2 separate regions of the Mus musculus genome follow, and region 2 is linked to region 1. A link is a contact called in public Hi-C data. All regions are on one chromosome and are shown on one strand. The core of a region is the stretch at or near the end of the contact, and the rest is flanking DNA. Distances in the headings are between cores, read along the strand shown.

Region 1 (6,445 bases), core at 3,472-5,971:
AAACAAACATCACATCATTACATTTGCAAGCTAGTGGATGAAAATAAAATAAAATAAAATAAAATAAAATAAAATAAAATAAATAAAATAAAATAAAATTCTCCTGAGTGAGGTAACCCAGATCCAAAAAGATAAGTATGATAAGTATTCAGGTATAAAGGGATATTAGCCATTAAGTAAATGATAACCAAGGTACAGTCGATAGACTCAGAAAGGTTTGGTAAACAGGAAAGTTTTTGGAGGGAGGGGCCTCAGGCATAGCCTTAAGAGGGGGAAATTTAATAGGTTTAAAGGGCAGCCTCAGGTGGATGCATATAGAGTGAGGGAACAGCCTGCAGGGTAGATGGCATGGAAGGAGAAAGTGTGGGGAGAGAGAGGTGGACTTGGAAGCATTTCTTGGGCAGTGTTGTGAAAATCTCCTCCAGTCAATGAAGGTGACCCTAATGAAGACTCCAAGTAGTTAGGTGATAAAGATTTCTCAACAGGGCTGTATCTTATAGCCAAGGCAAGATTATGAATAGTGGAATTTTGGTTGCAATTAACTGAGTTGTTGGTCAAGGGAGTCCCATGGAAATCCCCAAATAACCTAGCCTGTTACTCAGACAAAAGGTTCTTCTCTGAATACTTAGAGAGCGAGAGGGTATTGCTGAAGACTATACCCACATAACTCATTGAACATGGAGATGTCAAGATGGTGCCTACTTGGAGACTTTACCCTTATGGTCTAGTCTGTTTGGTTTGAGAGGGTACTCTGTAGTCTACTGAAGGATAAACATGAACACCAACCCAGACATAAAACTTTTGACCTACAATCTCTCCTACCTGCATAATATGCTAGGGCAATGGTGGAACAGGACTTCTTGTGGGAACCAATCAATATCTCACTTGAACTAAGGCCCACTCCATGAAAAGAAACTTACACCTGACACTGATTGGGTAACTAAGAACTAGAGACTATATAGCCTAGAGACTTAGGGTAAACCAAACACTACTGGTCTTAAAAAAATAACCAATGGAATTATTCCTAAAGATATTCTGCTATACTAAGTATATTTTCTTAGCACATTGGGTGGCATATGAAGGATAGCTGGTGAGAATAGAGAGATCTAGATGTAATTCCGAAGTGGTAAGCTTGTTTATGGTCATATCAAGGTGGAAATGTATAGACTTCTACTTCACTAATACATACATATATATATATATATATATATATATATATATATATATATATATATATATGTGTGTGTGTGTGTGTGTGTGTGTGTGTGTGTGTGTGTGTGTGTGTGTGTGTATCACAAATTGCCTATTAGCAAAATACCATGAGGCATGTTTTATTACTTTTGAAACATTATGAGGAGTATATGTAAGAAGATTGAAGTAATGACTGAGAACACATACATCAAACACTATTACAGCTCTAAAATAGGGCAGAAAATAATAGAGAAGAAATCATACAAAATGTATATGCTAGAAAATGGGAAAAGATTATACAACATTTCTTAACCGTTAAGTATGTGAAAGGCATGCTTCAACTTTCTTGGATGAATGGATCACTTTGATTTTGACATTCTTTCCCTTTTTCTTGCCCCCCCCCCATTTTCATTTCATTTCTTTCTTTTTGTTATTTCCTGTCACCTATCAAACACTGCCAATAGATATAGAAAATGCAGGAAATTTAATGGGTTATGCTCATTGTATTCATGATTTATTCTGCAGAGGTGATCTTGACATCATCTCCACCTTGAAGATTAGGGGTCTAAAACATGGAAATCTTAAAGCATGTACCCTCTCATGCAGCCATAAAGACAGAAGCAAGATTTCCAACTTTTCTCTTGTCTTTTAAGCATTCTTTCCTTAGTTATAGACTGGTTATGAACTAAACTGACTCTAACTCTGCTTCTTTAACTATGATTTTAAAAGGGTGTAGTTACAATCGAGCACTTTAAAGACATATACCATCCCTCGCGCCTCTTTTTAGCAAGTGGAAATGTATTTGAAATTCATTTTAAGGATCACGAGTGTGAGCTGACTCAGTGCAGCTTCTGAGGTTCCATGGGATGTAACTCTCACCACCCGTACTCGGTGACATAAGCTGGTAGCTTGAAATTGACCACAGAGGGAATATTTTCACCACAAAAATTGGCAAACACTACAGGCCAATAATTTTCCCCACAGAGAAAGTTGTTAAATATTTACAGCGCACCACTGAAAGTCATCATTGATGTCTCCGGTTACAACTGTATAGCTTTTCCACTTGGATTTAGATTCCTTTCACCCATCACCACACTAATTAAAAATTTTGAAACAGGTTCCATTTGCCCCCTTCTCTTTGTCTAATGAGGTTGAAGTGCTAGATTTTCCTAGACCATCCAGTTTATGTCAAACTACCATCTGTGTTTATGAACTTTCACTGGATTACAAATACAATTCGCCACTGCCTAGCTAAGAGAGGAACTCAAAAGGAATAATTCAAATGCTGAAATGTTTCATTTCCTTCATATCTTGACATAGCAGACCATAGGTTGTTTTTTTTTTCTGTTGTTGTGTTTTTGTTGTTGTTGTTTTAATTTCTCTAGTGTTTCTATCTGTTGTAAAGAAACGTCAAGCGAAAGGGGAAATAAACAGAGCCTTCGCTCCTATTGACCTGAGTTATTTAAAAACTGTCCCACACTCCCAGGTTTTGCCCTTTCCTTTACTATCAAACCACAAAAATAAGTAGCACATAATTACACAGGACACAAAGTAGCCAGTTCTTAAATAATGGACACCGTAACTAGGTTATGAGGCTGTTATAGACCATGAGAACAAAGACACAGGAAGAAAATACAGGAGTGGAGTTAATAGAGTCGGCAGAAAAAAAGATGCATGCTTTAACATTCATCCCCAAACAGGTCTGCACTCCCACAAACAGCACATTTCCAGCTTTGCTCTCTCTTCAATGCCCGAGTGGAAACAATGGTTTTCTCCAACTCTTCCTGAGCTAGAGAGTAAGCATAGAGCCCAGAAGTGCTCTGTGCATGACTGCTTCCTCTAGGAGAGCTAGAGCCACCTGAGACAGTCCTAGACAGACAGAATGAGGCTGGCCTTTGTACCCACTGAGAGGGAATAAGTAACACTCGGTGGTTTTTAAGGATGTAAGATCAAATTCTGGGGGCAAATTAACAAATTAACAGTAATTTAGGATTTCTCATTATATTTCTTTTCCCAAATATAAGGAAGACTTTTTGCAAGAAATGTCCAGACTTAAAAAAATAATAATGGAAAACAAAAAGAAGACAACAAAATTTGGGAACGTGCAGCTTTTCAATAAAAAAAAAAGTGTCAAAACCTCCGGTTATATAATGGCCTGTAATTTAACCCTTTCATTTGAAAGTATGGTTACACGACCCTATATCTGCTAAATGTATTTATAAAGTTATCTGATTCTGAAAAGATACTGCCACTGGAGTTAAATGACACAAAATATTTTTTCAGTTTGTTTAAACAATATTTTCTTTTCTCTCAGAAACGTAATTAAATGCAAAATGCATTCCTTGTGTTGAGTTTCTTATTTATGGGTTGCAAAAAGCACAAATGCCAAGTGGATCAGTACATGTAAAATATGCTAATTGTTGTGAACTATGAAGCCAGCAAGAAACAGAATGGAGTAGGCTGTGCATTTTACAGTGATGTGCTATGTAGGTCTACTCTTGTTTGGCTTTTTGCTTCATGTTATTTCAGCTCTCCCTGTCTGCTTGCTCTCTCTCTCTCTCTCTCCCCCCTCTATTGTCTCTTCTCTCAACTAGTTCAGGGCGTATTTAAATAAAGAATGTGCATCTTACAAAGTTGGAGATCATTCATGTCGCCTAAATTAGAGTCTAAAAATACATCTAAGTGCACACACAGTGTGTTATTACTTCCACTAAATTACTAAAGGCATTCGAAACAAATAACCTTCTAATGTGAAAGTTGTGGCTCAGTAGTTGTGTGGACTGAAGCACATTGCATACGAAAGCCTATTAGATGGCAAAACACAAATGTCAGGAAGGCAGGTTTACAATCCCCAAGGGAACCACAGTGGATGCTCTATCACCCGAGACAGGAAATTGGAGGAAAAATTAAGACTGATAACTAAGTGCAAATTGGTTCTCCTTGTGGTGTAACCCCCTCTTCTTCACATACTTACAGAGATTTTACTTGTCATCTTGTTTTTCTCTTTTCTGTTTTGTTTTCTAGAATGTAGATTTTAGACAATTCCTGAAATCTATTGGCTGTACCAAATAATTTTATTTTTCTTTGAGTCTACTGCATTTTTTCCCCTGCATTCAACTTTCCATTTAGAATATAACACCTGGTCTCCACCTTCTGTGCCATCCCTCATCCCAGCCACTGTGGAGCATGGCCATCAGACCATGCTGCCTGCCAGTTTCCATAGAGACAGGATGCACATTGGAGACCCATGTTCCATTACAACTGCCAGACCAAAGCCGGGAAGAGACAAAGCTGGCGGCCAGTGGGTCTTGCAAGGCCAGGAAAGGTTGGAGAGGCTTTCTCTTCCTCATATCGAAGCAAAACAGTGCCAAACTGGCAGCTTCGGGAGTTACAATCCTGTAGACCAGATCCTGGGGTTCACCGTGGCCATTGTGAGCATCACACTCTGATACCAACCCAGAGAGCAGAAGCTGCCGCACACCCAAAGCTTGGACCTCACCCCTTGTTGGCTCTGATCCGTGACAAAAGGCTCTTTCAGATTTACAGTGGCACCCGCAGCTCCTGAGGCACAGAACCATAACTCTCCTGTAGAAACTCCACGTCATTCTCTTTTCCGGAATGCGGGATGAGTTTTCTAGGTCATTCATACAAGGCAAACTTTAGGACTTAAGAGAAAAACCGCATCTCCAATGTATCCAACAATAACTCTTGACTAGGTGATCCTATAAACCATAACCTTCTTAGAGAATTCACAGAAAAGTTGTACTGTCTATATAAAAAATTTTTCTAGTCTGTTTTATTATTCAGTATTATCACCAAATCCATATATTCTTAATTATAATTTTTAGGGAGTATTTATAAATCTCTAAGAAACTTATTAAATAAATGTTTTCTGTTCTTATATAAAGTGTAGTTCATTAACCTATATTTTAATATCATTTGACTATTTAACTGTTTAGTATTCTTTTTTAAAAAGTTACATCTATAAAGTCAATTTTCCACTGAAAGGGGAAAATTGGTGTGTTATAATCATTTAAATTTGCATTTTGTTGGCAGAAAATTCAATCAGATTCTAAAGGAATAGTAAGGGTGCTTACATATTTGATATGTCTGGGAAGGTTCATGAATTAAAACAACTAAATTTAATATATTTTAAATATCAAATACAACAGAAATCTGCACTGCTAGTTATATTTTTAGAAGAGATATAAAATGTAAAGTACAGTTAAATATTAAACAAATTAAACAATTAAATATTAAAATATTAATTTATAATGTACAACTAATATACATATACATAAAATATATCTTAGCAAAATAAGACAAAGATAATGGGGCAAATTACAAATACAAATATACTAGGTCTTTAATCTGATGTTGTAGTTTTTGTTTTCCTCAATTTTAAACAGAAAACAAGGTTTTTGATTTAATGAATTTTAGTCTGAATTTTAAGTACTAGTTATTGATTTAATTTAGCATCTATATGCAGGAGTTATTTTTCTTTAGAATTGTCTCATATTTCACACATTTCTGAAAAATATGATGTAAGATTGACATTGGCTTTCTATTGATACTGTTTTTATTATTCGTTGTACTAAATATAAATAATTTCATTAAAGCAATCAATATATCTACTTATGTTTGAAGGAACCTTTATAATATTTTCTTTTAAATAATATTTCTGTAAATTTTAAGTTGTGAAAAATAAAATAATAAAAAAGTATAAAACATATATTACACGTTTTAATGGATAATTTCAATTCATATTAACCACTAAACTACAGTTATAATGTAGTCTTTTCTGAACATATACTTACTATTTGAGTGGAATTTTTCAATAAAATGTTCTTCAATTACATGAATTTATTTGTCAGATATATGCTTGATGGTGACAGTGTACCTCCCATGGGCATGACTTGAGTAGATCACCTAGAAATGACAGCTGTCCGTTCAGAACTGGCAATGAAGAGGAAGCAGCAAAATTGAAAAGACAAATACTAAAAGAAGTATCCAGCTGAGAAACGGTAACATTTCAACTATTATCTGCTTTCAAGAAAAAGCCAACAATTTGAAAATAGCCTTAGGGCAAGGATGGTGCAGAGCCAGTACTGTTCCACCAACAGCTATAAGTAAAAATCTCTAGATCAGAGTCAAAAAAAAAACTGCTGGCAGTTGAAGGAACTGAAAGGAAAGACATACAACAAAGGGAAACAAAACCCACTGAGATTGATGCCCAATGAGAGGCAGCTGGGGA
Region 2 (6,317 bases), core at 317-2,816, 180 kb after region 1:
AGAGACCTCAAAATTTACAGCAACATAGAAACCCAGTATTTCCTCACTTTCTCCTTGGAGAATGAAGTCTCTGAAGCCCCTAATGTTCATAACATTTATGATGCTTGTACAAATATTATTTCCACATTTCCTCTTAATTAGTAGTTCTATTGATACAGCCTATTACACAAAAGGGGCCATTGGTTTTTTAGAGCCGTCCTACGGAAGCAAAAATCTATTTGATAAAAAGTTCCCTTCAAAATGATTCTGAAGTGCTGATGGAAAAACTCTGTTCCTGTGTTTTTAATACTTAAACCTGTTATCATCTGTTCAGTCACCACTCAAAAATAGGCCATTTCCTTAACTGGGCTGCCTTGTCTGGCTTCAGCCAGAGAGGAGAGGATATGCCCAGCACTGCAGAGATTTGATGTTGAGGGATGGAAGATACCTGGGGGCAATGGGGAGGTTCTATCCTCTCAGAAGAGAAGGGGATGGGGGTACTGACTATGTGATGTGGGTGGGAAGAGGGATTGGGGGACAGTGATCTATATGTAAAATAAATAAATAAATAAACAAACAAACAAATTAATGGAAAAGAAAAGAAAATCATCCCCTCACACACACAAAAAAATCACTTATATTTAAAATGCTCAAATCAGAATGTTTTGGTACTGATATAAAAGTAAAAATAATTATTAGCCCTGTATTCAACAAATTCGTATACTTGCCTATATACTTTATTTATTAACAGACATATACATATTTATGTATATGCATTTTAATCAATCATATTATCAGTATACATCTAGGCCCTCACTAATATCAAAAGAACTGTCCAATTTCTTTGCTATTTTTTACATAGCAAATCATTCCTAACCCTTAAGAGTCACACTGAATTCCCATTTGAATTACTGAGCTTAATAATGGAGAACTATTGTCTTCCAATTTGCTTCCAATTCTCACAATAGCAGTGACCTTTCTGAACTGCCACACTGCATTTAGGGAAGACACCTGATTTGTCGCACACCTTTTGGCAACATAGCGTACTCATTTCATTTTCTTTTAGTTTTCATGCTCCTTTCTGTTAGAATTACCTGATATAAAAGTTATAGTGGTTTCAGAGCAAAGGTTAGCAATTAGAGAAGAGAGGCCACGGTTAGGAATTTGCTATATTTTAAGGGCAGAATTATAACTCTAGATTGTAGCTGGAATTACAGTCTTTTAACCTCCACTGGAGCCTGAGGATTATCAAATTCAAACCTATCATTTTATTGAGCGTTCAACCACCTAACACAAAGTCTCAAATTGTTGGTAATAACTGAAATTTTGTACATAGTTCAAGCCTCTCTGCATTATATCCACAACAACTTTTAAAAAGAAACCAACACTGTTCTTACTTGTATGTTTCTGCTCCTCTGTGTGTGTGTGTGTGTGTGTGTGTGTGTGTGTGTGTGTGTGTATGTATGTAAATGGAGCAGGAGGCAGTTCAGGATCAGGTGTGGGGAGAGAGACAGGAGGGCTGGCCAGATGGCCACGAGAATGAATTGATATTTGTGACTGTCTGGCATGGAGAGGTAGGGGACATCTCCAGGAAGAGACAGAGAACTGGCTTAAGGGATGCCAAGGATCAGTCTTGGCTTGGAGAGGTGTTCTCAGGAAGGGGTGTCTGGGAAAAGTGAAACAAATGACTCAAAGTTAATTCATGGGTCAAAGCCTGTGTTCTGCTAGAGACAGCTTTCCAGTTTGTTTTCTTTTCTGTTCTGCTTTCTTTCCCTCTGACTGCTTTTCATGAAGATCTGCTTTCTCTGGAAAACTCTCTCTTTTTCATTCTGCTCAAGACAGCTCTTTGAGCCCTTTTCTCCTGCCATTTAAAAAAATTCTCTGGACAGTCATCTGCAGATCATAAGCCCAGTCTTTTATTTTACATATCAATCTAGTCATTTACTCCAGGTTTCCTTTTGATGATCCTATGAATCAGCGTCAGGTGACCCAGTTCTTTCTTAGAAGAGAGCAAGCACGCATTTTCCTTTAACATTGCAAAAGACTTCAGAGATCTGTCTGTCTCAGTTAGGTACAGATGATAATAAACTAGTTGGGTGGGACTCCATCCTGAAATTACCACTTTTACCACACCTGGGCCTGGACTTCTGTGTCCCAAACTGACCTTGAACTCAGGAATCTGTCTGCCTTTGTATCTTTATGGCAAAATGGCTCATTAATGCAGCTGTCTTTGTTCCTTTAGATTCATGAAGATTCTCCTAATTCATATAACATCCTTATTCTTTGCATAGTTGAGAAATTATATATATATATATTTGAATTCATATTAAAGGCTGTCCTAAAGGTCCCAACTGCTGGCACACGCTGGTAGGATTTGCTGAAGGAGGCAGAGACAGGAGGATCAAGAGTTCAAGGCCAGTCTGGGCTACAGTTTTGCTAAAACCATAAATACCCTTTTGTCTGCTGGACTCCTGCTGTCTGATTATCATGGAGTCATTAATGTTTAAAGGGAGGACATTCCATAAAGGAAGAATGTAAAACAAGTACATTATTATATAAATAAGCCTTTGCCATGGCAGCTATTGACACTCATAGAAGCCCATATCAGCTGTTCCTATCCCTGAGGTAGAAACCCTGTCATTCTGCCCCCACCAAAGCCACGCTGGAAGCCACAAAAGGAAGTACCAAAGAATCAATGGGGATATTCCTAGCCGTGACTAACATCATTGGGAATATGGAACGTGTAGCCAGGTAGGAACTGAAAATGAGTGATAGGAACATCAACTCACCTGCAAAACCTTTGTCCCCAAATTTATCCCATCTACAAGAAATTCAGGGATAGGGGATTGAACAGTAACTGAAGAAAAGGCCAACCAATAACAGGGTTAGATTGAGACCCGTGGGCAAGCACTAATCCCTGACACTATTAATGTCATTCGGTTATGCTTGAAGATAGGAGTCTAGCTAGCATGGCTGTCTTCTGATAGGCTGCATCCAGCATCTGATTCAGCCAGGGTCAGACATCCATAGCCAAACAGTAGATGGAGCTTGGGGACTCTTATGGAAGAACAGGAGGCAGGACTATCTCCCTTAAGGGGTTAGGAACTCTACAGAAAGACCAAAGGAGACAACTAACCTGGAACCTTGGGGCTCTCAGAGACTGAACCACCAACCAAAGAACATACAAAGGCTGAACTTAGGAATCCTAGGACATAAGTAGTAGATACGCACCTTGGTCTTCATATAGATTCTAAAGAACTGGAGTGGGGACTATCCTGAAAGATGTTGCCTATACATCAGGATATGTTCTTCTAGCTGGACTGCCTTGTCTGCCCTCAGTGGAGAGGATGTACCAGGCCTCACAGAGGCTTGGTGTGCCAGGGTTGGGTTGGGGGAGGGGCACCTGCTCAGAGGGGAAGGGGATGTGGGAAGTATTATGGGAAGGGGTGACTGGAAAGGGGGCAGTAAGCAAGATGTAAAGTGAATAAGTAAAATAATAACTGGCTAAATCAATCAATAAATAATCTTCCCAAATAGAAAGCAATAAAGACTCCTTATAATATTCTACTATACTCTTACATTGATGCCTAACTTAGAGATGCTTTCTCCTACAGTAAATATAGAAAAATAAAGAGACCCACCTCCAGACAACAGACAGAGACCTTGAAACACACAGTTCTACACTAGACGTTCCCATGAAATCCCTCCCCTCAGAGCCCAGGGAACAGGGCAAAAGAGGAGGTAGAAGAATTGGAGGACATAGAGGGGACAGGAAGCACCAGAAGTCCCTCTATAACAACTGGGCAAAGCTCATATGAATTGAGTGGAACGTAGCTAACTCAGGGCCTGCAAGTGTCTGTACCAGGTCCTCTGCACATGTACTAGAGCTTTCAACTTAGAGAACATTTATGGGCTTCCTGAATGTGCCAATGAGTCAGTTTCTCTGATTCTTGTGCTTTCTCTTGGGGCTCTTTTAATTTTCTGTGACTTGTCAAAACTTGATATGATTGTTTTTTGTTTTATCATACTCTATTCAATTCTGTTATATTCTGTTGTTGTCTCTTAGAAGCCTGACCTTTTCCTTTTTTTTTGTTTTGTTTTGTTTTTGTTTGTTTGTTTGTTTGTTTGTTTTGTTTTGTTTTGAGACAGGGTTTCTCTGTGTAGCCCTGGCTGTCCTGGAACTCACTCTAGACCAGGCTGGCCTTGAACTCAGATATCTGCCTGCCTCTGCCTCCCAAGTGCTGGGATTAAAGGCATATGAGAAAAGATTCTGAATTAAAAAAGAAAAAAAAAGTGGATTTTTTTCCTTTTCTTTTGAAAACCAAAACAACATTTTGTCTCAAAACAGAACAAAATGGAAATATTCTTAATACCATAATTCTTTTATATTCTGTCTTATTATATGCAATAATGGTGTCTAGGGTAGGAATTTTATTGCTGTGATGAAACATTATGACCAGAAACAACCGTGAGATGAAAGGGTTTATTAGGCTTATACTTCTACAATGTAGTCCATCACTGAATGGAGTCAGAATAGAAGCCCAACAGGTAGGAGATGATGCAGAATCCATAGAGGTGGGCTGCTTATTTGCTTGTTTCCCTTGGCTTACTCAGACTGCTTTCTCATAAAACCTAGAAGGAGCATTAGCCCAAGGGTGGCCCTACCTTCAACAGGCTGGGCCCTCCCATATCAGTCACTAATTAAGAAAATGTTCTACATTGTGGTTTTCAACTATGAGTCACAATCCCTTTGTCAAATCTCCATCTCCAAAAATATTTACATAAGAGTAGCAAAATTAGACTTATAAAGTAGCAATGAAAATCATGTTATGGTTGGGGTGACTACAACATGAGGGACTGTATTAAACCATTAGGATGGTTGAGAAATATTACCTTACAGACTATCCTGCTGCACAATATTATGAAGGCATTTCCTCATTTGAGGTTACCTCTTCTAATCTGACTCTGACTTGCATTAATTGACCTAAATTACCCAGCTCAATGGGTCCAAAACTGTCTTCATTTCTTGAATCTGGTTTCTTATGATTTAACGGCTATCTACCTTTCTCCAGACTTACTGACATTTTATCCATCGGTCCTGTATTTATCAGCTGCTTGCCATCTCTTATGAAAATTGCTTTCCACTTGCAGAGTTCCTTGGGAACTAAGTGTATTTCCTGGGTATTATTAGATATTTTGCTGTGACTTGCCCCCATGCAGATGGTACCCATCTGAAGGAGCACCATTCTCACTGAAGCGATCCCATGATGCTCTATAAAATGATCCTCTCTTGGTGAAAAGTTAGCTTGCCATTGCCTCCTGCTGCATTATTAAACACGGAGGAGCGATTCCCTTAGTCCCAACCATCTGCTCTTTCCCTACTAAAGAGTGAAAACATCCCCCTTGTGTTTACAAATGTTGCTGCAAAAGCTTCACAAATTATAAAGGCGGTTGTGAGATTTCCGTATATACCACAAGATCAAAACAAAAATCCTAGTCATGAAAATCTGTAAAAAAAAAAAAAAAAAAAAAAAAAAAACAAGCTTTTATCACACACATGATCAACCCGAATGTTCTTTAATGTGAGGCAATTCTATTTAAACTGAAGTTTCAGAATGTAAATGATTTCAGCATCTCAAGTATAATATTTGCATTTTAAATATACCTTACTTGTCCAGACTTCCAAATACATACTCTTAAGAAAATGGATAATCTTCAACTCTTTTTAATTTTCACAGATATGTAAAGTGCACAAATTTTAGCATCAGAAAGGGTTCAGTTTCATTGGCAGGAAAGGCAAGAACAACACATTGGATTTATCACAGAAGAAACACTCAAAACTGGAAAACATGGCCAAATACCTCAGTGGTAGAATGCCTTGGAAACTAAGTGTATCTTCTGGGATATTAGATGTTTTGCTGTGCTTTGCTCCCTTGTAGATGGCATACATCTTAAGGATCTCCATTCCTGACTGTTGGTTTTCAATGAAAAGTAATATCTTGTAGGATATATTCTCTGTACGAACAAGAGTGTGATATCATCTCGTACAGTGCTACTGTGTTCCCACTAGAAATACCTCTATTTTAAAACTCCAAAACACCAAGGACCACAAACAATGAGGTAAAGAAAATAAATTTAATTTCCAAGTGTTTTATTTTGATCTTTATTTTGTAAGCTGCCACACACTGCATAAAATTTCTTTCTAGGTCTCTCTACACTATAAGGATGCTTCAATTTTTCAATTTCATTACTGTTGAAAATAATTATTTTAGCTTTCTAGGACACTGTGTTTGTTAGCAGACCACTTTTTTTTTTCTGTTTCATATGGTACATTTCTT

The links. Hi-C and Micro-C count contacts between places; a contact is called where the count stands out from the background.
Region 2: a contact with region 1 is called in a Hi-C map of cerebellum, with 2.0 times the contacts expected there. The contact joins two enhancer-like sites. A contact is called at or near these places in 2 of 39 promoter capture datasets (the 3T3-L1 cell line and hippocampal neurons) and 5 of 484 Hi-C or Micro-C datasets (cerebellar granule neurons, cerebellum and embryonic fibroblasts).

What each region holds. Positions count from the first base shown.
Region 1 is chr16:66,888,055-66,894,499 of GRCm38.p6, forward strand. The region is part of intron 2 of Cadm2 (cell adhesion molecule 2); the gene reads right to left. Among named protein-coding and RNA genes, the nearest start is that of 1700010K23Rik, 230 kb to the left of the region's middle. Within about 2 kb of position 4,722, at least 9 of the 459 cell types and tissues checked have an H3K27ac peak or open chromatin away from gene starts, as enhancers often do. A contact at or near this core is called in cerebellum, where this site is marked.
Region 2 is chr16:67,067,140-67,073,456 of GRCm38.p6, forward strand. The region is part of intron 1 of Cadm2 (cell adhesion molecule 2); the gene reads right to left. Among named protein-coding and RNA genes, the nearest start is that of 1700010K23Rik, 410 kb to the left of the region's middle. Within about 2 kb of position 1,567, at least 4 of the 459 cell types and tissues checked have an H3K27ac peak or open chromatin away from gene starts, as enhancers often do. A contact at or near this core is called in cerebellum, where this site is marked.